6 separate regions of the Mus musculus genome follow, and all the other regions are linked to region 1. A link is a contact called in public promoter capture Hi-C data. All regions are on one chromosome and are shown on one strand. Each heading gives the region's core, a stretch centred on a gene start, on an enhancer-like site or on the middle of the called end of the contact. The rest is flanking DNA. Distances are from core to core; before and after follow the strand shown. Region 1 holds the start of Nudt19 (nudix (nucleoside diphosphate linked moiety X)-type motif 19). Region 2 overlaps Uri1 (URI1, prefoldin-like chaperone). Region 3 holds the start of Zfp536 (zinc finger protein 536). Region 4 overlaps Plekhf1 (pleckstrin homology domain containing, family F (with FYVE domain) member 1). Region 5 holds the start of 1600014C10Rik (RIKEN cDNA 1600014C10 gene). Region 6 overlaps Gm30771 (a long non-coding RNA gene).

Region 1 (4,009 bases), core at 521-3,020:
CAAGTATACTGACAAAGCTTGCAGTGTCTCACACATAATATTATCACTCTGGGAAGGTCACCAGCCTCTTAAGTCAGAACTTAACTCCTTCCTATCCATTGCTCTGCATAGTCAGTCAAGTACCACATTGTGTTGTCTATTTCCCAAATGCACTTTAAACCAGTCCCCTTTTCCTATTCTATTACCATTCTTTTCATTGAAGCTTTTGTTTCTTGCCTAGTACATTCTATAGCCTCCAGGCCAGGCCCACACATCTGAGTCACTGTACAGTTGTCAGTATGTCCTTTAAAGACACGGGAATCATCCTGTTACCACTTGGAGGAAAGAGGATTTTTTTTTTTTAATGTAGGGGGCTGGTGAGATGGCTGGGGGAAGGGGCAGGAGGCAGGTAATGGCACTTGCAGCTAAACCTGATGACCCAGGACATACATTGTCTTCTGGGCGCCACATGCATTCAATGGCACTTGCATAAGTAAGTAATAAGTGTAAAAAAAAAAGTTCCCATAATGACACCTGGGCTCTATAATAGATTTAGAATAAATTTCAGCTCAAATTTCCCGTGTCAGTGCCAAGAGCATCAGTTTAGACAAGGGTAGTCTGTTGGCTCACAGATAGACGGCGGCGGCAGGTTATCTTACTAAGGGCAGATACTTCTCAACCTGTGGCCCCATTTTCTGTTTCTGGAGATGCAGTAAGTACACAGACAGCTCCATCTTTAGACAGGTTAACATTAAAAATAACCAAAGTCAACTGCAAAATGATGAGGCTGGCACACACCTTTATTAGTCCTAGACTTGGGGAGGCAGAGACAAGCAGATAGATCTCTGTGAGTTCAAGGCTAGCCTGGTCGTCTACATAGCAAGTTCCCAAAAAAGCAAGACTACATAATAATACTTTCTCAAAACTAACAAAAAACATCTCTATAGCCCCAAGAATACAGCCTAACTCATCCGAAACCCTAAAAATATGTGATCAGTTAGGATGGGATTTACAAGAGTTGGTGACTGAGAGAGAGCTGCAAAAAGGGAGACAGAAACAAGCTGTTTCCAAAAAACAAAATAGAAGTGCAAGTCCTCCAGCCACTTAAAAGTTGGAGAGGAAGCCAGGCAGTGGTGGCGCATGTCTTTGATCCCTGCACTTGGGAGGCAGATTTCTGAATTCGAGGCCAGCCTGGTCTACAGAGTGAGTTCCAGGGCGGCCAGGGCTACACAGAGAAACCCTGTCTAAAAACAAAACAAAACAAAACAAGAAACAAAAACAAAAAGAAAAAGAAAAAAGGAAAAAAGGTTGGAGAGGAGGGGGAAGCATTGCTAGTCTAGGATTAAACATCTCCCACGTAGAAAGAGAACTAATCACACTAAGATAATTTTCCCTGATCCTCAGGTGCTCAGGCAATAACAACATCTACAACTTAAGACAGACTACCCCAAGGGACAGGGACTAGCCAAAGACATTCAAACTACAGAGTAGTTAGTCTAACTTGGCATCTGATCCACCCATTCGTTTATTAGCATGGTTCAAGAGAGCTCCAGACACCTTGGAACCTCCTATACAGGCAACAGGCCAGCGTAGGGGACAAAGTCCTAGTCGTTTGCGTTTAGTGGGAAAGGTTCACAACTAGAAATTATTTTCCACTCCACACTGGCACCCGTGCTCCCAGAGGCTGGCTGGTGACTGCAGCAGCTGTGACAGGGCTGTGACAGGGCGAGAATGACCCTGACTGAAGCGCAGGGCATTCGAGGAGGTGCTCTGGCGCGGGAATCACGCTCCTCCCACAAGTAAACCTCCGGAAGCCGCCAGGCCGGATTTTTCAGGCCCTCAACATTTATAGGGCTTCTGGACACCACTCTACGACCCGGCCACTTCCTAAGGGGGATCTGAAGGACGCCGGCCATGAGCAGCTCGAGCAGCTGGCGGCGGGCAGCCACCGTGATGTTGGCAGCAGGCTGGACCCACTCGAGCCCGGCCGGCTTCCGGCTGCTGCTTCTCCAGCGAGCACAAAACCAGCGCTTCTTGCCCGGCGCGCACGTCTTCCCGGGCGGCGTGCTGGACGCGGCCGACAGCTCACCCGACTGGGTGCGTCTGTTCGCGCCTCGGCACACGCCGCCGCGCTTCGGCCTAGGCCCGGAGCCCCCTCGGCAACCCCCCTTCCCCGGGCTGTCCCACGGCGACGCGGACCCCGCGGCGCTGCCCGATGACGTAGCGCTGCGCATCTGTGCCATCCGCGAAGCCTTCGAGGAGGCGGGGGTGCTGCTCCTGCGGCCGCGGGACGCGGCTCCAGCTTCTCAGGAGCCCAGTCAGGCGCTGTCGCCTCCGGCCGGCCTGGCCGAATGGCGCTCGCGCGTGCGCAGTGACCCGCGCTGCTTCCTCCAGCTGTGTGCGCACCTAGACTGCACGCCTGACATCTGGGCGCTGCACGACTGGGGCGGATGGCTCACCCCGTATGGGCGAACCATCCGCCGTTTCGACACCACCTTCTTCCTGTGCTGCCTGCGCGACATTCCGCGCGTGGAGCCCGACGTGGCCGAGGTGGTGGGCTACCAGGTAGGGGTCGCGGGACCCGCCCCCCGGGATGCGCTGAGCCTTACCCCAGACCAAAGGCGCACGTGCGTGACCTTGCTTTAGGCTCTCAAGGACTCAACTCTCACCCTAAGCGGGGGCGCGGCAATGCTCCCAACTGCCTGTTCTGGACACTTCCCAATTCACTTCATGCCCTAAATCGTTTTCATTCGGGTTTCTAGAACACATTATAGGATTTCAGTCATTAACTTTCTTCTTCCTTCTTCATCTCTTCCTGTTTCTCTGTTCCCGTTTCCTTCGTCTTTCGCTTTCTCTCTCCTTTCCCTTTCCATCTTTCTCCTTTTTCTAACCCCTTTCTCTCTCTGCATGCGCACGCGTGGTAGGTGTGTGTGTGTGTGTGTGTGTGTGTGTGTGCGCGCGCGCGAGTTGGTCTGTCTGTCTCCCTCCATCCCTCCCTCCCTTTCTTTTTCGTGTCACTTGCAATGCACCAGGCACAGTTAGTTAGGCTTCAGGCCTAGGACCCGAGGTCTTGAGTGTGCCACCGCTTCAAGTTCATCTTTTATTTATGCAAAAAAATGTTTTCAACTGCCCGTTATTTTCCTTTTTGTAAAATAAACAAAATGACTTATTTTAAGTTGTGTTCTGGTGTGAGAGTATATGCACGTGAGTGCAGGTGCCCATTGATGCCAGAAGTGTCTAATCACCTGGAGCAGGAGTTGAGGAAGGTTGTGAGCTACCTTGAATGGGTGCTGGGCACTGAACTCAGGCCTTCTGCGGGATGCTTCCTCTCCAGATCTCAGTTGAGCCAGTCTCTCGCGCCACTCCCTGTTTCTTGTACCTGCAGTTACACATATGTTGGACAGCTTGGCCTCCCACTGGACCTGGATGCCTCGTTCACTCATTTCAACCTTTTCCTCTCAGTATTCCAATTGAGTAAACTCAATGGCTGTTTTTTTGCTTTTTAATATTTGATTGTGTTTTTTTGAGACAGGGTTTCTCTCTGTAGCCCTGGCTGTCCTGGAACTGACTCTGTAGACCATGCTGACCTTGAACTCAGAGTTCTGACTGCCTCCGTCTCCTAAATGCTATGATTAAAGGCGTGTGCTGCCACACCCAGCTCAATTGTTTAAGTTTGCTTTTTTTTTTTTTAAATGAAATATCAACTGTAAATAGTATTTCTGGAAGCATTATAGCTGCCTGTAACCTCAGTACTAGAGGATCTGACGCCCCCTTCTGGCCCTCATCTGGTGTACAGATTTCTAAGCAGGCAAAAATACATGAATAAAAAGTAACTAACTATAAAGCGAATTTTTTCCTTTTTTTTTTAATTTAATTTTTTTTTGAATTTTTTTCCTTTTTATTTTATTATGTTGATAGTTCCTTTACATCTTTGGACCAATGGAACTGCTGAGAACAGGAGTTTGTCAGTTTGCCATAACCTAGACTTCCTCTCAGGGGCCTCTTGGTACAGATACTTACAGAGCTTCTG
Region 2 (4,109 bases), core at 1,208-3,707, 2.4 Mb before region 1:
GCTTTTACTTAGTCTGATTTTCTCCCTGAGGTTAGCAGTATTTAAGCAGTTTACACAGTTGAGCATTATCTGCTACTGCACTTGTGACTCAGGCTAGCAGCACATGGACTAAGTCGCAAATACATGTAAGATGAAGGTCAGGCAAAGTTTATAGTTAGTGTGGACTTTAGTTGAAATGTATTTTGCTTTGCATACAGTAGTAAAGTCAGTGGTGGTGGAGTCGGCTGTTGAGGAAGATGTAGTGTTGTGGAAATGACAGAAGAGTCAGACTTGACCATGTACATAATTTCAGTGCCAGAAAGTTCGAACAGAATCTCTTGATGGTAACTGTGATTTATTTCTTTACTGTGGAACTTGATTTTTTTTTTTTGAAAGTTTTTGATTTTTTTCTTCTTGTGAATTAATTTTAGGTTCGAATAAATACTGGGAAAAATACCACTTTAAAGTTCAGTGAGAAGAAAGAGGAAGCCAAACGGAAACGAAAGAGTGGTGCCGGCAGTCACGCTACCCACGAGCTGCCTGCCATCAAGAGTCCTGCTGATATTTACAGGTGCGTGATGGTCTTAGTGCCTGCAGACCTCCCCTTCCTTCCCGGTTTGCAGGAGGCTCGCTGACTTGGAGGTTCCCAAAGACTGCAGGCCCCACTGAGAGACTCATAGCCCCCGGGCCACGCGAGGTGTGGGGTGGTTCTTCCTTTGTCCTCTTCAGATGTCACTGAAGAGTTGGAAGCTGGTATTCTTGTCTGTCACAACTGTCATGAGTTTGTCTCGTATTCACCTGTCATAGCAGGGAACAGTTACACTGTCCAGTTTGAAATGCCTACCATTTTATTACCCATATTTACAAACTGGTGAAAATTCCTGGTGTTTTGAAGTAGGTGTATAAAATTCTTTTTGGCAAATCAAGCTGTTCTCACCTGGGACATATAAATAACATGCTGTATTTTATTGGGTCCAAAATTCAGCTTTGAAAAGTAACATAAGGTACATTCAGTGTAGTTGTAAATGTACTCTGACTGTGACATTTAGAGAAGACATTTTAGCAAGGAAACTGAATGGAATTGGTGAGACGTGTGATTCCAGCATTGGGAGGTGGGGGTGGCAGAACCAGGGGTGAAAAGTGAGCTTGGGTTGCATGAGACCCTGCCTCAAACAAACGTCTCAACAAAAACAAGTTGTAGGTTAATTTACAGTTACAAGCCCTTAAAATGGAGTTGTTTTTTGAATGCTGTAGAGTCTTCGTGGATGTTGTGAATGGAGAATATGTTCCTCGCAAGTCAATCCTCAAGTCTCGCAGCCGAGAGAACAGCGTGTGCAGCGACACAAGTGAGAGCAGCGCTGCCGATGTGGAGGACCGGCGGGGGCTCCTGCGGAGCACCAGCTCTGAGGAGGCCGTGGCTACCGAGGCCGGCGGGAGCAGTTTGGACGAACTCCAAGAGAACCACCCCAAGAAGCCTTTGCCCTCAGGAGTGTCTGAGGTGTGTGTCTGTGTCTCTGTGGCATATCTCACAGGCTTGCTCTTTACACTTCAAAGTTCTCAGCTTGTGTTTAAGTTCTGAGGAGGGGAGACGGTCCAAATACTAGGTAGTTTTTAAGAAGTGACTCTCTGGTCTTCATTTTTCTTGATATATAAAGACACATCAAGACATTGTGGTGATATGTATGTCATTTAGTCTCATTTCAGTTGAACATAGTTGGCTTTGATTAGATGAAGTTCCACAAACACTTAGCCACAATGAAAGAGCTTTTTTGGTTTGGGTGACACATCTGACTTGTACCATTGGATTGATTGTCCTAGAATTTTAAAGCTATTTTGATTCACGTTAGTCTTAGCACCTCTAGTTTTTTAGTTTTTACGGGGGCAAAGTGCAATAAAGATCTTGAATAAATAACCTCCCCCCCCAAAGAAATGATGTCAGCATTGGTGAAACGAAGCTTCTGACTGTCAGACAGCAAGGAAGCAAGGGAGCCTGGGCAGAAGCCCGCCTCTTGTGCCCGTGTCGCTTCTGTGTTCACTGATGTTTTCTAGAGAGCTGGAGGTGTCAACCATAAAAAACTCCTTGAATTTGATGGTGTACTTAAGAAAAATAATATTACCTGGTTTCTTTGAACCATTAGTATTTTGATGTTTATTATCCAAAATTCTTGTTACCTTAGTTTAAAAAAAAAGGTCTTGGAAATGAAGGGTAAAGATTTTTGTGTGCGTCTTAGTTATATTTAACACCATATACACATTTGTCTTACAGGCTTTTTCTGGAACTGTAATAGAAAAAGAATTTTTATCACCCTCCCTAGCACCATACTCAGCCATTGCTCACCATGCCCTCCCCACCATTCCAGAGCGAAAAGAAGTTCCATCAGAAGTATCAGAGGAACCCACAAAGAGGGTGTCAAAGTTCAGAGCTGCCCGATTGCAGCAGAGAAGCTAGAGGGCTCCGCCTGCAGCTCCAGCTGCGCTTTAGGACATGCGGCGGATTCGGCCATGGAGTTGGGACGGCGTCCTGCTTGGCTGGGCAGAGCTCTCTCACCTTTATCAGTGGCATTGGGAAAGTCAAAGTAAATGTTTGAATGCTGTAATGTTCTGCTGGCTTCGTTAATTCTGTGACTACTGTCTAATTGGCCTTAGGATGCAGGAATAGCGTTTTGAGTTACTTTTCAAAGAATCCTGTCATATATTGTTTGTGTGTTTTCAACTAAACACAGGCAGTTTCGTACCAGCTGTGATGTTGTGCTTTCCATATGGACCATGTTAAAGACACTTTTAAAATCTCAAATAGATTCAACAATTATATTACTTGCTTTTACATTTTAAAGGCACTTTAAAAAAATCTACATTTCTTGTAGGTTTCACAGCTGTATGGTTCTTTGAAAAATTCTTCCTTTGAATGTCATACTGTAATCTTTAAGGCAAAAAGCTACACAAACCCTTTGGGAAAATTTGACTAGAAGAAGAATATTTTGTACAACTTTTTTTTTTTTGGAAGTAAAATTTTTATGAAACTTGGTTTCTAAAATGTTGTGAACTTCCTGGTTTAGATTGTGTATAAAATGTCTTTGATTTGTGTATAGGCCACACCACAGATTTTCAAAGTTTTCAAGTCCCACGAGCACCTCCTCTCCCCATACACACAGTTGTCATTGGCACCATTCTTTGGGGGGAAAAAGTTTGTCTAGATGCTTTAACACTTTGTTAAAGCACAGGCCTTTTGTTTGTTTGTTTGTTTGTTTTACATTTCAATCTTCCTCACATTTTCATTCTTCAAGGATGCTTTCCTACCAGTAAAAAAAAAGAAAGAAAGAAATATTATATTATATTTACTTGTAGCCAAACTCCTTAAAGAGACATTCAGTCTCAGGTTGACCATTACAGTGCAAGTGTTGATCATTAGCTTGATGCATGCTAAAATGTAGCTTTTAAAAAGCATTCCGCATCAGTACTAAAATAAGCCATCAACCCCAGTCCACCCTCTATTCACGGCTAAATAGTTAGAGGTTATTTATAGCTTCTTTAATGAATTCTTGCTTAAACAAAGTGAAATTATGTCCTAGAAAAGTCGCAGCTGTAACTAGAGCAGTGCCACTGTCAGAGTTTTATGAAATACATGCTTTAATGGTAAAATGGTATGCTAGGGTCCATGCTAGTTAATGGATAATGCAGAACAGGGGACTGAATTGGAAAGGCTGCCTAAAAATATAATAGCTCGGTTTTTCTAGCCGTTGTTGATCATCTGTACACATATTTTGTACTTAAAAACCACTTTTCTTTCCAATCACCTACTCTCAACCAGACTATCCCATCACACCGACTCTAGGCACACCCTGCTCCTTCTCCCTATGAGAGGCGTCCTGTGCTAACCTCCTCCTGATGCAAGCCTCCTTGTGGAACTGTTGGATCTTCAGATGTGTAACTTAAGTGTGCTGTTATTAAACACTTTCTATGTTCATGAACTTATTTTGAGCCTGCTTTATCTATTTGTGTACTTCTTTCAAATTGGTCTGCCTCACAGAACGTGTTCAACGACATGTTTGTGCTTTCTGCTGAAGACCCACATGAAATAGTGTCACTCAGTTTCAGAGTCAGTCTTAACACAGTTTTAAACTGTAACTTGA
Region 3 (3,977 bases), core at 778-3,277, 2.2 Mb before region 1:
CCGGCCGAGGTGCCTGGGGGGCGATCCCAGGACCTCGAGACCTTAGAGGCGCCAGAATACACGTGCGTCGCCCTCAGCACCTGCCCCAGTCCGGCCCAGGTCCCGGGGGCCCGCGGGGGCCTGAGACACAGAAATAAATAAATAAGTAACAGGTTATGGAGGGAAATGAGCCGGCTAGTCCCGAGCTGGAAACGTGAGGCCAATCAGAGTGAAGGAGTGCGGCCGAGTGTGTGTGTGGAGGGGGGCGGGGGTGGGGTAACATCGAGGAGAGGGGGCCACTGGGGGGTGGTCCTGGGAAGAGCAAGATTTTTTTTTCCTGCGGGCGGGGGGGCGGGGGCTCATCCTCAGCCCAACCCAAGGCTGGAGCGAGAATGAACGTCGCTAATAAGCCTTTCTGTTTGCTTCAAGGCATTTTTATTTTAAATTTGAAGATGAATTAAGGAAAACAGTCGTAGGCGGGACTTGAGATGTATTTTAGGCAAAAATATAATAATATAAAAATAAAAATAAAAAGAGGGTTTTCTTTGAGAAGTAGAAGTGTCCAGATCTCGATGCTCCCATCTGTTGCAATTTTGCAAACAATTACAATATAGATTATCTCCACATACATGAAGGTATGAGAAGTGAGGGAAGGTGGAAATTAGCGCTGTGGAAGTTAGAGAGAGAAAAGGAGAGAGAGAGAGAGAGAGAGAGAGAGAGAGAGAGAGAGAGAGAGAGAGAGAGACCAACTCTTCGGAGAAAATTCCCCGCAAGGTTTCTCTAGGGACAGGTGGAAAGTTAAGTGGCCCCCATTTTTCACTCCCGGTTTGTGAGTCCTTCCTGTTTGTCCGCCTCTTGGTGAGCGCACACTCAAGTCCCCGAGTTCTTTCCTGGAAGGATGCAAGCCTGGAAGGCTGGGGTCGGTGCGGGCAGAAGCCAGGGGCTGGGGCCTGGGAGGAGCAGGGCGGGGTCCCGGCCTGGCGCGCGGGTGGCAGCGGTGGCCGGGTTTTGTTTGCAGGATATTGTTTTGTCTAACGGGTGCCTCGCAGGAGACGTGATTCGTCAGCCGCCTTAGTTTTCACTTGAGCGGAAAATAACGGCGGCTACGTGCGGTCCCTGCCTGCGGGGCTCGAGCGCGCTGTGCGTGTGCATCCTCTGAGGTGCGCGCGGGTGGGCGGCCCGGGGCACCGGCTTTAGGACTAGCGGGCTAGCAGGGTGAGTGCGCGCCGAGCTGGCCTTGGGTTCCTCCTGCGCTTCTCTGGGCAGTCGCCGCCGCCGCTCTGCAGTTTAGCAGAAATCCGACAGGGGCCGCGTTTGCTGAGCGCATCCGGCCGGCTGCAGCCGGAGCGGGGCCGTGGGGCCAGGCCTCTCGGTGTAGACGTTGGGAGGGGGCCGGTGGGTAGTGGTGGGGGCAGTAGACTGGGAGGGGCGCGGGAAATGATCTTGGCCGGAGCGAGCACAGCTCCCCTGTCCCTGCTGTCCCCTCGTGTCCACCGCGAGTTGGGCATCCCCGCGCGCCGGGGCCTTGGCTTTTCCCCCACGGTCCCTAGGTCTCCAGGCAGGGCTTAGGTGAACTTGGGGTGGGGTGTGCTTGCTCATATGTGTGCGTGCGTGTGTACGTGTGTGTAGAAAGGGAGCTTAGCGTGGAGACCCTGGTTTTCTTTCTCAGTTTTTAACAACTGGATTTTGACTTTGAGACCAGCTTCGCTCACTGCTTGGGCTGGGAGGGGGGCGATCTTTCCCCATCACTCACATCTTTGTTCATTGTTCACTGAGTGCAAAGCAGGCGACTTAAAGAGAGGAAAAAGGAGGGAGAGAAAGAGAGAGGCAGAAGAGGGGGAAGAAGAGAGAAAGAAGAGGGGCGTGGGGGGCACATCAGTGTCCCCTCCTGGGTCGTGTTGGAGGGTGAAATAGTAAACCCACGCACGGAGGGTCGCCAGGAAAGTGGACATTACCGCTTTAATTAACTTCGAGATGCTCCGGCGGCGGGACCTGGCGTAGCCGTGACGCGCCCCCATAAATCTGCCGGGCCGGGGCTGCTCCAAGAACTCATACAGTAGCAGCGTCAGATTCAACGCGCGCCTCCCCCGGCCGGAGTCCATTTGCATAATTGGATTTTTTTTTTTGCCTCCTTCCTCCCTGAAACTTATTTGAAAACCCAAGTGAAAACCGCGACGACCTGCACACTCAAAAGCAAGTGCCAAGTAAGTGCCCTGCGGTGCCCTCCGCGCGCCCCGAGGTGAGGGCGCAGTGCTGGGGGCGAGTGCCCGGCCGGCTCGGGGAGAGTGTGCAGCGGGCGGGAGAATTGCATCTGCTGGGCTGGATGTTCGAGGAACTTTTTGTTTTGTTTTGTTTTTTTGCTGTTTTTTTTTTTTTTTTTAAACACAACTCCCAACCCTGTCTCTCCACTTTTCCGGCGAGGTGAGGTGACTGGGCCACGCGCATAGTTGAGGCGAGCCTGAAGAGGAGATCTTGGGGACACAGTTGAGAGTTGAGCATAGGGGTTCTTTGGGAGGGTGACGGGTCTCTGTCGCCGCCGCCACCGCCACCGTCGCTGCCGCGGCTTGGAGAGCTGAGCTGCGAGTGAGCGGGGTTGGTTGCCTGTCGCGCCGCGCCGCTGATGCAGTTTGTCGCCAAATGCCTCCCCCATTATTCTAAGGTTTGTGTCTCAGGGTGTGCGTGCGCTCGCGTGTGCGCCCCTGTGTTTTGCTGGGCTTTAAAAGGAAGAAAAGCAACCAAAACAAGAGTAGGAAGGCTTCCTTTCCAGTCTGCCTTCCCCTTCAGCGTCCTCTGTTTCTATTGCTTGAAAAAAATGGAGTGAGAGCTGTTTTGCCTAAGAGAGGGTCACCACCAACAGATTGACAATTCGGTTGGAAATGCTATCAATTCTACAGCAGAGATGTAGCTGCGGGCATGGCATGCCGGCTCCACCCTGGTCAGGGAAATGGCTTCACAATTTCAAATTGTTGAAAAAAATGCATACTATGTTATTATTAGTAGTATTATTTGCAGTGAGCAGGATGGAGGGGGAAAGTAGATTGCGTTGGAGAAGACTCCAGCTGTCTTTCCCATTTCTGGGCCTGCCTGGGAACTTGGCTGTGGGCAAGGCCCACCACCCTGCATGGCAGGGGCCTGAGACTCAGCTTCCAGCTCTGGGAGTTGCGGGGGGGGGGCACCTCCCCCCATAGCCCTTTGGCCTCTACTCTAAGAGAGCCTAGGGCTTTGGCTGAAGGCTGCTTTAGCTATGATGTCATCCTGATAGCGGTGCAAATGTCTCTTGATCTCACCATTACCCGCCTGGCTGAGTTGTTGGTAATGATAGCACTCTGCCCAGCTCCCCGACAATCAGGACACGGCGCCCTAGGAATTAGCATCCCCCACCCCAACCTGACCAACAAAGAGTCAGCTTCTGAAAGCATGGCCACTGAGCCCAGGTTTTGCATTGGAGGGCCTAACATAGACACTTAATGTGGTTGTCAGACTCCTGGACTGAGGGTCCCCCGATTTCCCAAAGTTTGGAAAACTTTTGGAAGGCTTTGATGTACAGAGCATCGTTAATCTGAGGAAACTGGACTCTTGAGAGTGAACGGGTAGCAATGCTCCCATGTGGAGGATGTGGAGGACCTCAGGTCTTGTTATAGCCATTGTATGGGAAAAGGAACTATGGTGCTCAGCTCATTAGCTGTGACTTTATGTTAGAGATAGCTGCGAGTAAACCGGCTTTAGTGTTGATTTTTAAATAGTGTACGATGATTTAAGATTTCTTTTGATTTACTGTTCAAATGAAATTTGCATAAATGTGATGAAAATGAACTTAACATCTGGGCACATGAAAAAAGGTTAGTGCCTCATATGTCATCTGCAGGGAAAGTCTTTAAAAAAACGCTTTCACCCTAAACTGGGCTGGGGAAACAGTTCCTGGAGACATAAATGGTAATTATGTAAAACCTGGAGAAAAACCGCTTTCAATACATTTGCATTCTCTTGGACCAGTGCTC
Region 4 (3,990 bases), core at 854-3,353, 2.7 Mb before region 1:
GATAAGGTCTCCTTGTATAGTCCAGATTGACCTACAACTCTCTACCTTCCTATCTAATCTTACCAGATGCTAGATTATAGGAATGCCCTCTGGGCCAAAGTTTTTCTACCTTGGCTCAGAGTTTATCTGGAAGCTGGGCCCACTCCTGAGGTTCTTGGGTGGTGACTGTGAAGTGGCTCATGGGCACGGAGTTACAGCCATGCTTTGTGCTTAATTAACATTGTGTCTAGCAAACAGTGGGTGCTAAGAAAGTAGCACCTAAGGGTTTATTTTCCTTAATCTGTTCTCCTGGAGGAAGATTCTAGAAGGTCTCAGTGACTCTGTTGGGTGGTGCCACTCCCTTAGTACCCTTGTAATAACTCTGGAATGCTCACACTGGCCTGTGGACCTGCAAGACAGGCCCTGCCTGCCCCTTGTAACCTTACCTCTTACTCCCGTACCTCACTCCTTCCTGAGTTCAGGGCCCCAGACCTCTCTTAAGGGCTGTACTGCAGTGAGCAAGAGGGCTTGAGGACTTGCATCAGGACAGAACCCATATTGTTGTGAGCCACATCCACACGCAAGGTGTCTTGTGCATTTTACCAGTAAGGGGCCAGAGAGTAAATACATGTTAGATTGTGTTAGTCTGAGTGTGGTTGTATTTCACTAAGGTTGCATTTAGGAAGCCTGGCAGTGGCTCATAATGGGTCTGGATTTTTAGTTTCTGGTTGTAGATCACCAGTCCTTCTCGTTGACTATGTGTTCCTCGGTGCTGGGCATTTGGTTTGCTTCTGCCTCTTGGCTCTAGTAAACACACACAAGAGTATAGCTATCCCTTCCAATCCCTTTGGAGATAGATGCACAGTGGGAAAGGTAGGTATATGGTAAATGTATTTTTAATGTTTTGCGGAGTCTTCAGGTTGTTTCCCATCGTATCTATGTCGTTTTTTTTTTTTCCCTCAAGATGTATTTGTTAATTTTATGAGTGTTTCTATGTCTGTGCACTACACGTATGCAGATACCCTTGGAACTGGAGTTACTGGGGGCTGTGAGTTACTGGTGGCTGGGTCTGTGCAAGCGTATGGAGAGCCACTGAGCCGTCCCCCAAGCCTGTGGCTGTGACAGTTTACATCCCCAGCAGCAGTACACACTCTTCCCACTTTTCCACTCTGGCACCAACTGGAATTTCTTTGCTAGGAACTTTCCAATGGGTATGAGATCTCCTCCAGTTTAGATGGGCTTCTTTAACGGTTTGAAACCTTGTGTGGTTTCTGCTTGAGTGACATTCAGTTGTATGTGCCAACCTAGAGATGCTCACTTCGGCCGGACCTGGGCTTTTGGGGGTTTGTTGTTGGTTTTTTTGTTTTGTTTTGTTTTAATTCATTTTTATTTTTATTTTTATTCATGGGTCTGTATGACTGAAGGCCACATGTATGTGAATGTCTCGGAGGCCAGATGAATGTGTTAGTCCCCTGGAGCTGGAGTTAACAGGCAGTTGTGGCCACCCGATGCGGGTACTGGGATCCAGATGCTGGCCTCAGGAAGAACAGCAAGTGAGCTGAGACATTGCTCCTCGTCCTTTCCCTCCGCTCCTAAGAGTTTCAGTTGACCCTGCTATCCTTACGCCACTGCGCCTTTGGGCTTCCTGCCCCTGGGCCTCTCTGGCCTCCTCACAGTGAGATGTTATCCACATTGGCCTCCAGCACAGTGCCTGGTGGCCTTGGAGGTAGCATGCTGGCACATTTGGGTTTGTTGTATTGTCCCTCAGCCAAGAACTGATGATCAGGTGGCAGAACAAAGTTTGAAGCCAAGATCAGCTAACTAAAAATAGTTACATCAGGTGGTGTGGGCAGCCCTGAGGCCTGAAGGGGGGGAGCGAAACAGGACTGAAGAGGTTCGGTGTCTCCTCCAGGCTGACTTCTTGTCTCCTCCCTTCCCATCCCCCACCTCCAGATTCCCACAGGCAGCCTCACATTACAGAACCGCGGTACGGTGACCTAGAAATGTATGTGTAGTGTGGTGTGTGTGTGTGTGTGTGTGTGTGTGTGTGTGTGTGTGTGTGTGTGTGTGCGCGCGCAAGCAAGTGTTTGCATGTGGTAAGAGGTCAACTCCTGCTTCCTTTCAACAAGTAAGAGGTGAGTGGTTTGTGCACCTGGCACCTACCGTGTCCATGGCACAGTTTTAAGAATTGCTGATCTAGTCATTGGCAAGAAATTGGCAAGAAAAGGCTTCTATTTTGCTGGAGCTAAAGATTGAATGGAGGCAATAGAGGGGACATATGCAGTGACTGGACAGGAAAATACCAGGTTTTCTGTTGTTGTTCTTGGTGCTGCTGCTGGTGTGTGTGTGTGTGTGTGTGTGTGTGTGTGTGTGTGTGTGTGTGTGTGTGTGTGTGTGTGTGTTGATGTCTGGTGTCTTCTTCCTTTGTCGTCCAACTTTTTTTTTAATTTTTATTTTACTTTTAATTATGGGTATATATGTATGAGTGGTGTCTTAGTTAGAGTTTCTGTTGCTACAGTGAGATACCATGACCAAAAAGCAAGTTGGCAAGGATTTCTTCTGCTCCTACTTCCACACTGCTATTCATTATTAGAGAAAGGCAGTACGGGAACTCAAATAGGGCAGGAACCTGGAGGCAGGAGCTGATGCAGAGGCCATAGAAGGCTGCTGCTTACTGGCTTGTTCCCCCTAGCCTGCTTGGCCTGTTCTTTTATAGACCCCAAGACCACCAGCCCAGGTACAGCATCACCCACAATGGGCTGGGCCCTCCCCTGTCAATCACTAATTAAGAAAATGTTTGACAACAGGATCTTACAGAGGAATTTTTATAATTGAGGTTCCCTCCTTTTAGATAAGTCAAGCAGACCTAAGAGTGGCCAGCACAGGTGACATAAGCAAGTATGTGTGTGAGTGCCCACAGCATCCAGAAGAGGTATTAGATTCCCTGGAGCTGGATCGGGAGGCTGGGAGCTGGGAACTAAGCTTAGATCCTCTGGGAAAGCAGTATAGGCCTCCTACACCCACCCCCACCCCACCCCCCCACACACACTTTTTTTTTATCTGACACTCACAAATTCAGCCATCTTAACTAGCCAGCAAGCCTCAAGGATCCTATCTTTACCTCCCCAGCAGTAAAATACAGATACACCGCCATACCTGTCTTTTTACATGGGGTCTCGAGATCTACTCAGGTCCATATGCAAGCTCTTATCCAAATGGGCAATCTCTCCGGCACTGTGACTAAGTCTTGATACACATCACAAAGGGAAACAAACAAACAAACAAAAAAAAGCAGTGTGGCATCTTACAGAAGGGGTCACTGATTGTCAGTATTTCAGGTTTTATGGCCATTTGATTTCTGTCATTACTTAGCTCAGTCATACCATATACACGAATGTGCAGGGCCACGTTACAATAAAAAACTTTATTTATAAAAAATGGGCTCTGGGCCAAATTTGACCTCTGGCTAGTTTGCCATCACTGGAAAGAGCTACCTGAGATGAGGTTAATGGAGAATCTTTCTGGAAGAGAACTGGGAGCTAAGCTGGTCACAGACCAGGGCCAACATGGATGGCCTTTTCCAGGTGAGGCAAGATGGCGCCATCCTACTGTACAGTGGTAGAGTCCCATGCAGAGAAATTGTGTGTAAGAAAGAGAAGGTTCAAGGATGGAGACTAGATTTAGAGTTTGAGCCACTGGGTGGATGAGAGAGGGCCCGGGGAACATAGAATTCGGTGTTGAATGTAAGAAGTTATCTGATTCCTGGGTGGGTGAGGGCCTAGAGCTTAGTGGAGATGCCGAGTCTAAAGGCTTGGACCAGGAAGAGGTCACATCTGTGTGCTCTTCAGGTCTGAGTATGCTTGGTTTAGAAAGATGGGGTTGGACAGCACAGGGTAGCTAGCATGTGCTATGCTATGCTCTGCTAGGCTAGGCTAGGCTAGGCTAGGCTAGGCTAGGCTAGGCTAGGCTAGGCTATGCTATGCTATGCTAGGGTTTACTGCCTAGTATGTC
Region 5 (3,882 bases), core at 134-2,633, 2.6 Mb before region 1:
TCAAGAAATTGAAAGGTAACACGCCCCATTCTCCTCTTTCCAGGGGCCACCTCTGTCTGTCTGCGAGGAAGAGATGGGGGGCGCAGAAGACAGGACCTTCCCACGGGAGCAGAACGACTTCAATAATGCTGTCCTCAAAACAGGTCCTGTTCACCGGAAGTCCATCTGCCAGCCATAGGGAAGACAAAAGCTAACTGGGAGCCCTGATGTCCTATAGTCACCCAGACTGGAGGGAAGATGACAGCAGGGCTCCCATACACAGAGGAGGTGAAAAACTCAAACCTTTGGACAGCAGCCTGACCTGAGTCCAATCAAGTTGTGAGGAACAGAGGAGGAGGCCTCAGAGTAACAGGGGGCTCCATGTTCTTTATAGCAATCTTAGACGAAGCTGGGATTCAAATCCCCAGAGTAGAGGGAGGAAATGTGTCAGGGGTAGGGGGTGGGTAAGGGGAGGCTGCAGGGAGAAACAAACAGAAACTGAGTGGAAAACAGGTCTTTGGCCAAATAGCAATATTTGCTCCCCTGTCTGGAATTCCCCAGTTGTACTCTGTCCTCTGTGAAGTTCATCACCCTGTTCTTCCAGCCTACTAAGTTGTTTACTTACTTGATTGTTGGTATTTAAAAATAAGAAGATATCGAGGGTGTGCTGGCTCCCTCCCATAACCCCAGCATGGGGGAGGCTATGGTAGGACTCCCAGATCAAGACCAGTGAAGGTTACATAGTGAGACCCAGTCTCAAACTAACAGCAATAATACAATCTTACATATATCTTAGATCTTCCTAATTTCTCTTGAAAGATCAGAAGTGGTCAGTGGTAGGTTCGCTACATAGCTCGCAGAGTTAACTGACACCCATCACTCAGCAGCACCGTGCCCTCTGCACCCGGCCATGCATGCACCTTATCTACTTAGTCATAGAAGAACGTTTTTCAACAACAGCTCCAATTAATCTGGCCCTTTGATCCCCTGACATTCATTCCTGGCCATCCCTAAGCTAGAGCCCAGATTTCCTCCCTCTCTGGGCCAAGCACAGCAGTCCGCTAGGCAGAAGGCATAAACTGTGGGAAGACACCGCACCGCGCACGCGCACTCCCAAGCATCCAGGTTGCGGCTGGAAGCGCACGGAGCTGCTGACTACTCCAACCTCGGCGCTGCAGCTTAGGCCTTCAGTGTCTCAGGTCCTTTGCATTGAGATGAACAGCTCTAGCACTGGGCCTGACACCGTAGGGTCCCCGACCGGCTTCGCAGACCCCGGCTTCCCCGCGCGCACCTTTACCGAGCTGGAGTCTGGGACCGCCAAGGCACTGAGGCCGGCTCTGCTCTGCCAGCTCCAGAGAGGCGTTCACAGGCCACCGCCACCCTGGCTCCGCCCTCCCACCTTCCGGCTCCGCCGGCCTTCCGGGTCGCCGAGCTCTGGGTCCCCATGAGTCTGGGTCCTCAAGATGGGACAGGCCTGGGGAAAGATCTTGATGGCGGGGCGAGGCGTCCCTTCCGCGCCCCAGCGTCTGATTGACTGACACCAAGACCCAGGCTAGGAAGCTCTGTGCCTGCGGAAATGGGGAGCATCTGGGAGGGGACTCTGTGTCGCGAGGACCCGCTGCCCCCACTTCCTCTCCGCCTGGCCACCCCACTCAGTGCCCAACCTCACGTTTAGGATCTGGGACGGTTCCTGGAAGGTTCTCCTCGATCGCCCTTTGCGCTGGCTGGGTCTGTGACTTGCCGGACCCTTTCTCCCACAGGGTCCTGGACCTGGGAGATGATAGAGGGGCTTGGCTGTCAGGAGCGACTGCTGGTTAATTAACGCTGGGGCCTGCGTGGGACGCGCAGGGGCTGGTATAGCTTTCAGACCTCCTAAGACCAGAACAGAGCCCACTCCACTTGCAGGGCAAAGGGAGCCACTCAGAAAGAGAGCAGAGTAACAGAAAAATCCAGAGAGGCCTAGGGAGCAGTCCCCGCCCCCTGGTCCCAAGGACTCTAGGGCTGGCCTGAAAATATGCCAAATCTGGTATCTCTCCCAATACTGAACTTTAACCCTGAGCAAAGTCTTGAGTACGCACGGTTGTCAGTGACAAACTAGATACAGAGGGACTGGGCTAGCCAATGCCACCCAAATAGAGAGTGTGGCGAGCGAACTCCAGTCTAGGTCCAAGTGGCCCCTAGCGCGATCTGCCAGGTGGGGGTGGAGAGCTGCTGCGGGCATACAGATGATCTGTGCAGGGCCATATTATTTCTTCTTTTCTGTCTTCTTAGAAGGCCTCGAACCCCTTTTAACATCAAGATTCTCCTGGCTGGAGTGGAAAAGTCTGTGCGTTTTCGAGTAGGAGCTTTTGCCCGAGTTTGGGTGACTTTCAAGAGCCAAAGTTAACTGAGGCTAAGAATAGATTAGCTCCTTGCTCTCTGTGGAGCTATGAGGTGAGGCGCTTCAATGTCCCCCGCGGGCAGCGCCCTCTGGTGGCAAGGTCGAGAACCGGACTCGCTTGTTTTCTCCTTTGCCTAAATATCAGAAGTATGTAGCAATGATGGGAACAGGAAAGTTCAGTGGAGAATAGAGACTAGGCTATAAGACATCCACACCGACGATGAATAAAGCCCTAAAATTATCACCCTGACACCTAGAAGTGTTCCTAGACAGCCAGTAGCGGCTGAGGCCGTCTGTGAAAGAGGTGCACAGTAGGTGTGTGTACATCCACAATCCTGTTACTCAGATAGAGCTCCTTCTGAGGCAGAAAGCTCAACAATTTGAGGCTAGCTACCAGGTGCAGGGGTGTACACCTTTAATCGAAGCACTTGGGAGACAGAAACAAACAAATCTCATGAGTTTGGAGCCAGCCTGGTTACAAAGAGAATTCTAGCTGACCCAGGCTACATAGTGAAACCTTGTCTCAAACAAACAAGCAAATCCATCAGGGTTTGAGGCCAGCCTAGGCTGCAGATGGAGACCCTCCCTCAACTTTCTTCCTTCCTATCCCCAAGTTCACACACTGAAAGTCTTTAGTAGTGGACCTTTGGGAGGTGACTAGTGGCCTCATATAAGAAGCCCAAGGGAGCTTATTGTCCCCTTCCTCCATCTATGAAGTGCTTAGCTACACTAGACCTGAAACCTGCTGGTATCTTAATTTTGGACTTCCTTGTCTCCAAAGAAATTGGTTCAGTAGCTCAAATTCCCTATCCTTGCTATGTTGTTACAGCAACTTGAAGGGACTCCCCTGACACTCCCCTGAGCCTGTAGGAAAGATTCCTTTCTGTCTCTCTTAGCTTCTGGTAAAGTTACCAGTCTTCGATAACCCTTGGCTTACAGTGTTAATCTTCTCTATTGCTGCATGGATGTGTGGTGGGGGCGGGGGAGGGGAGGACAGTCTTCTAGCTGCAAGGAATCCCTAACTAAGACAGTTAGATACACAGTGACAGAGTTAGGACTCCAAGTCTTTTCGGGACAATAACAATTCAACCTGGTGGTCAAATGAGATTAGCCCACATAGGCTCATATGTTTGACTATCTGGTCCCCAGTTGGTAGAACTGTTTTGAGAAGTGACCTTGTTGATGGAAGTGTGTCACTGGGGGTGGATTTTGAGGTTTTAAAAGACTGATGACATACCCAGTGTGCTCTCTGCTTCCTGTCTGTGGACCAAAATATAAGCTCTCTGAGGCTGGAGAAAAGGCTCAGTGGTTAGGACTACTTCCTCCTTTTCTAGAGGACCTGAGTTCAGTTCCAGCATCCACGTTCATTTCACTACCACCTTTAACTCCAGCTTCAAAGGGCTCTGATATCTCTGGCCTCCACTGACAACTGCATCTGTGTGCACAAACACACTTAAAAATTAATAAAAATAAGTGTCTTAGGGTTTCACTGCTGTGAGCAGACACCATGACCAAGGCAAGTC
Region 6 (3,787 bases), core at 1,042-3,541, 2.5 Mb before region 1:
TGCTATCTAGTTTCAGGAAGGGCTCCATCTGGGTGTTCAGAGGCGTCCATCTTGCCCAGCTTGGCTTGGTTCTGTGCTGACTTCATTCTCCACTTGCTATTTTCCAGTATCTTTTAGGCTGACATTCCTGCCGGCCAGAACTTCCCTCTCAGAGTATCAAGCTGAATGAATGGTCCTTAATCACAGTGGTCAAGGAATGTGGAGCTAGGGCAGGACAGGCATGTGGCATGAATCAGTCCCTGGGGCAGAACTCATCATCGGAACTACCTGACACCACAGAAGCAGGGGGTGGGGGTGGGGGTGGGGGTTGAGGTGGGGGGTGGGGGTTGAAGGGAGGGAGGGGGCGGCTGTCAGTGGTCTGGCAAAAGCAGCAGATACAGAAATAGCACAGAACCTGGTTAAGGCCTGAACAACAACAGAGGTGAGCTGCTGAACAGCGGCATCCTGCATTTCACAGCAGGACTCTAGCTGTAACTGGGAAGCCATGGTCACCCACTCCCCAGAAGTTGCTAGCTCCATTACGCAGTTTCAGTGACTGGCTTGGAGAAGCAGGCCTACCCCCATAGCCTCGGGGTTGGGCACAACTCAGCAGGGTTCTGTTAATTCTTCCTTTCCGCTGTGTCCTAGGGCTCCCAGTGTTTTGGCTTCCATATACCTTTTCCTCAACTTCACTCAGAGTAAAGAGGCAGTCCGAAGGAGGGTCTTCCCTAGCCAAAACTCCAAATTCTCTACAGAAAGCCTTTGTGCACCACGGAGCAAACCACACGGAGTGAGCCCAAAACCCCATGGCTGTTCTGGGAAGCACGGGCACAACACACGTGGTTGAATGTGCAAGGGCACTAGTTAGAGGGCATGGGGAGATTAAAAACAAAAGCATCATCTCAGAGGGACATATTGAGGCTGGAATGTTGGTAAATGAATCTGGAGAAACTGAACAAAACGGAGGCTCAGCAATTTGCCCAAGGTCAGACACTGAGCCTGGCTTCAGGGCCTACAGCTACATTGAGCTGCCTCGGAGCCTTAGCCTTAGATTAATGGAATGTCCCATTAACAAGCTCCTGAACCCTCAAACCCAAAATTGGGAGGGGCCCAGGTATGGGTTTTCAGGGCCGCAGGACCTAGCCGCTTAAGCCTGAAGAGGGCGCGCATTCCTCTCCGGGACTGCTGGCAGCTCAGCCTTTCTGCCTGGAGCACGCTTCCTACCAGTCCCAAGCACTCGGGTCCCCCCTTTTAGGCCTCCTCGGGCCCGCCAGTCCGGGATGACAGCTTGGCTGGGCCCCACGCCTGGACTGCGCCCGGTACGGCGCCTCCCCCCGGTCACGCGGCACAGATGGGAGAGGAGGAGGACGAGGAGGAGAGGAAAGGAGGCCCTTTGGGGCAGAAGGGTAGGAACCCGCTGCACTGGGCGTCGCCTCTGAAAGGGGCTCTGTGCGGCTCGGGGAGAAGAAAGGGGCAAAGAAATGGAGGAGGAGCTGTGTAAGGAGCAGTGATGCAGGCTCAGGTGTCCGGACCCCACCGCAGTGTTCCAGCCACACCCAGACGGAAACCATGGTCGACGGTTTGGCCTGCGCCCGTCTCTAGACTGCTAGCTGGGGGAGCAGGCACCCCTGTCACCTCATTGTGCACGGAGCAATAGGCCTCGCCATGTTAGCCAGACCAAATGTAGCCCTTAGGGCAAGGGCAGAACGTAGGAGTCGGAGCCCAGAACCTCTTGCCACGCAAGCCACAAAGCAAGGCCCAGGAGCCCTGCTGTCCAGGGCAGATCTTGGTGGCGCCACTTTCCAGCCACGTGGCTTGGAGCAAGTTTCTTTACTTCATCTGTGAAATGGGAGAGCGCGCACGTAGTGGGGTTATTATGTAGGGGGGTTTCGTCCCCTAGGGCTGGGCCTGCCTTGGTCACAGCTCTCACCAATGCAGCGGGATAAAGAAACTGAAGTTGGGGACAGAACCAGGCCGCCCCAGTCCCGCGCCGCCCAAGACCTCCATGCGCGCGCGCGCGCGCACCTTACCCGCCTCCTCCTTCGGAACCCGCAGCCCCGCCCTTCTGGCTCAGGCTGAGCTCCACGTGCGGCGTGTTTACACACGTGACTCCAGGGCCCGCCCACCCAGCCTCCGCCTCCGATCCGACCCCGCCCCTGTCCCCGCCCCATGTCCTCTGCGGCTGCGCGGCGTCGAGCTAACGCAAAGCGCCTCTGTAACAGAGCCAAAGCGTAGGTGGATCTCTGGGTAGGCGGGACTTTGGGCCTCCTCGTGGCTTCCTCGCGCACCGCGAGGGGGGCGGGACTGGACGGTCACGGGCGGGGCCAAGTGTGAGCGCAGGCTCTAGGCAGGGCGTCGCGTGGGCGGGGCTGAAGAGAGCTGGGCGGTGGCGCTGGGGTCCGGCGCATGCGCAGGCACACCAAGCTGTACAGCTTTCAGACCTGCTTTCGCCACGTTCCTAGTCCTGCCCCTGTGTAGGCTGAACCAGGTAGAACTAAGAAGGACACATTGACGCCCACATTTCACTGCGTTTTGGGCAAAGACGGGCTCTCCAGGATTCTCTTCCCTTGCCCTCCTGCTATTTCTCCCTTTCTTCTGGATTGGTTCGGTGCAGGCCTGTTGTGGCATCCTGTTTGTCTTTGATACCTTACCAGTCATACCATTGAAGCTCATTACACCTTCTCTTTTTCCTCTCTCCCTCTCTTCCATCTCTCTCCTCCGTTACTTCCCACCCTCTTCTTTCTCTCTCATACTAGGGATTGAACCTAGCCCTGAAGCGAACTGTCCTTGTACCGTACCGCCACCCCACTGGGTCCAAAGAATTTCAGCACCTACATGATGACACAAGTGGAAAATTGCTTCAGTACCGTGCCTGCCTGCCTGCTGCCATTTTTACTTTTTCTTTTTAGAAACCAAGTTTGCCCAGGCCTGCCTTGAAGTCTCTTCGTAGACCCAGGCTAGCCCTGAAGTACCTCTGTTAGGCCCAGGCTGGCCTAGAATTTGTGATCCTTCTGCCTCAGCGTCCCAAATAGCTGATATTTACAGTCAAACCCAGCTTCCGTAAACCCTAAGCAGACTCCGAGATCGTGCTTTATCCCTCACCACTAGCAGACTTCCTCCTAGATGTATCACAAACCCTTTTAAGCCAACATATATGGAGTGAGCCCCTTTTTTCTCTGAACTTTGTGTCACACCCCATTTCTGCAGTGCTTAGCACTGCAATCCACCTTCTCAGGAGGTTAGGCCTCAGACAAAGACAATTAGTCTTGATGACTGAAATTTAAATGCCTTGTAATCTCCCTTCCTAACCAGGGAGCATTCGGGAAACAGAGGTGGCCAGATCTCTAAATTCAAGGCCAGCCTGGTCTACAGAGCTTGTTCCAGGACATCCAGGGCTACACTGAGAATTCTTGTCTTGAGGGGGAAAAGAAAGGATCTCCCCTCCCTTCATTGTCTGCTACACTCATGTCTGTGACTCCAAAAGAGCCTCACACTGTATCTGTTTGGATTTTTAGAAGATCTGCCATCCTGTTTGTCTTTCCTCAAGTCTAGCTAACATTTCTAAATGATTGCATTAATTATCTGTAGGGAGAAATCCAAACCTCTTCATTAAAAGAAAGACAGGAAAAAAGACAAAGGTGTCTTTGGCTCTCCCTCTTGGTTCCAAGACCACCAAAATTATCAAAACTGAGGATACTAAACCTTTACAGAGGATAATGTAGTATCTGCTTATAACCTGTATATAGCGCTCTGTGTCTCTAGAGTATCATACTTAATGCCATAATATATATTATATATTATGCTCTAT

Evidence for each region. Promoter capture Hi-C pulls out the DNA fragments that hold promoters and counts their contacts.
Region 2: a contact with region 1 is called in a promoter capture Hi-C map of liver, with 2.4 times the contacts expected there. The contact joins the enhancer-like site here to the promoter of Nudt19 in region 1. A contact is called at or near these places in 7 of 39 promoter capture datasets (the C10 cell line, cranial neural crest, hippocampal neurons and 3 more), 1 of 115 datasets of contacts at active chromatin or transcription factors (astrocytes) and 1 of 9 other capture datasets (embryonic tail).
Region 3: a contact with region 1 is called in a promoter capture Hi-C map of hippocampal neurons, with 5 times the contacts expected there. The contact joins the promoter of Zfp536 here to the promoter of Nudt19 in region 1. A contact is called at or near these places in 4 of 39 promoter capture datasets (cranial neural crest, frontonasal cranial neural crest, hippocampal neurons and 1 more).
Region 4: a promoter capture Hi-C map of liver shows a contact between it and region 1, with 12 times the contacts expected there. The contact joins the enhancer-like site here to the promoter of Nudt19 in region 1. A contact is called at or near these places in 3 of 39 promoter capture datasets (the 3T3-L1 cell line and liver), 1 of 115 datasets of contacts at active chromatin or transcription factors (epiblast stem cells) and 2 of 9 other capture datasets (adipose tissue and liver).
Region 5: a contact with region 1 is called in a promoter capture Hi-C map of liver, with 6 times the contacts expected there. The contact joins the promoter of 1600014C10Rik here to the promoter of Nudt19 in region 1. A contact is called at or near these places in 7 of 39 promoter capture datasets (cranial neural crest, hippocampal neurons, liver and 3 more), 2 of 115 datasets of contacts at active chromatin or transcription factors (embryonic forebrain and large pre-B cells) and 1 of 9 other capture datasets (liver).
Region 6: a contact with region 1 is called in a promoter capture Hi-C map of hippocampal neurons, with 6 times the contacts expected there. The contact joins the enhancer-like site here to the promoter of Nudt19 in region 1. A contact is called at or near these places in 5 of 39 promoter capture datasets (the C10 cell line, hippocampal neurons, liver and 1 more), 1 of 115 datasets of contacts at active chromatin or transcription factors (astrocytes) and 3 of 9 other capture datasets (adipose tissue, liver and macrophages).

Annotation. Positions count from the first base shown.
Region 1 is chr7:35,553,689-35,557,697 of GRCm38.p6, reverse strand. Nudt19 (nudix (nucleoside diphosphate linked moiety X)-type motif 19) reads left to right here and starts at 1,770. Exons shown (of 3, transcript NM_033080.2): 1 at 1,770-2,544. The coding sequence starts at 1,894.
Region 2 is chr7:37,959,834-37,963,942 of GRCm38.p6, reverse strand. It overlaps Uri1 (URI1, prefoldin-like chaperone), which reads left to right. Exons shown (of 11, transcript NM_011274.5): 9 at 411-550; 10 at 1,234-1,477; 11 at 2,246-3,951. The coding sequence ends at 2,428. Among named protein-coding and RNA genes, the nearest start is that of Uri1, 58 kb to the left of the region's middle. Within about 2 kb of position 2,457, at least 9 of the 459 cell types and tissues checked have an H3K27ac peak or open chromatin away from gene starts, as enhancers often do. A contact at or near this core is called in liver, where this site is marked.
Region 3 is chr7:37,767,802-37,771,778 of GRCm38.p6, reverse strand. Zfp536 (zinc finger protein 536) reads left to right here and starts at 2,027. Exons shown (of 6, transcript NM_172385.2): 1 at 2,027-2,183.
Region 4 is chr7:38,222,919-38,226,908 of GRCm38.p6, reverse strand. The region is part of intron 1 of Plekhf1 (pleckstrin homology domain containing, family F (with FYVE domain) member 1); the gene reads left to right. Among named protein-coding and RNA genes, the nearest start is that of Plekhf1, 3.1 kb to the left of the region's middle. Within about 2 kb of position 2,103, at least 5 of the 459 cell types and tissues checked have an H3K27ac peak or open chromatin away from gene starts, as enhancers often do. A contact at or near this core is called in liver, where this site is marked.
Region 5 is chr7:38,181,288-38,185,169 of GRCm38.p6, reverse strand. 1600014C10Rik (RIKEN cDNA 1600014C10 gene) reads right to left here and starts at 1,383. Exons shown (of 4, transcript NM_028166.3): 1 at 1,271-1,383. D530033B14Rik (RIKEN cDNA D530033B14 gene) reads left to right here and starts at 1,388. Exons shown (of 1, transcript NR_165180.1): 1 at 1,388-2,598.
Region 6 is chr7:38,083,500-38,087,286 of GRCm38.p6, reverse strand. All of the region lies in intron 3 of Gm30771 (a long non-coding RNA gene), which reads right to left. Among named protein-coding and RNA genes, the nearest start is that of Ccne1, 22 kb to the left of the region's middle. Within about 2 kb of position 2,291, at least 164 of the 459 cell types and tissues checked have an H3K27ac peak or open chromatin away from gene starts, as enhancers often do. A contact at or near this core is called in hippocampal neurons, where this site is marked.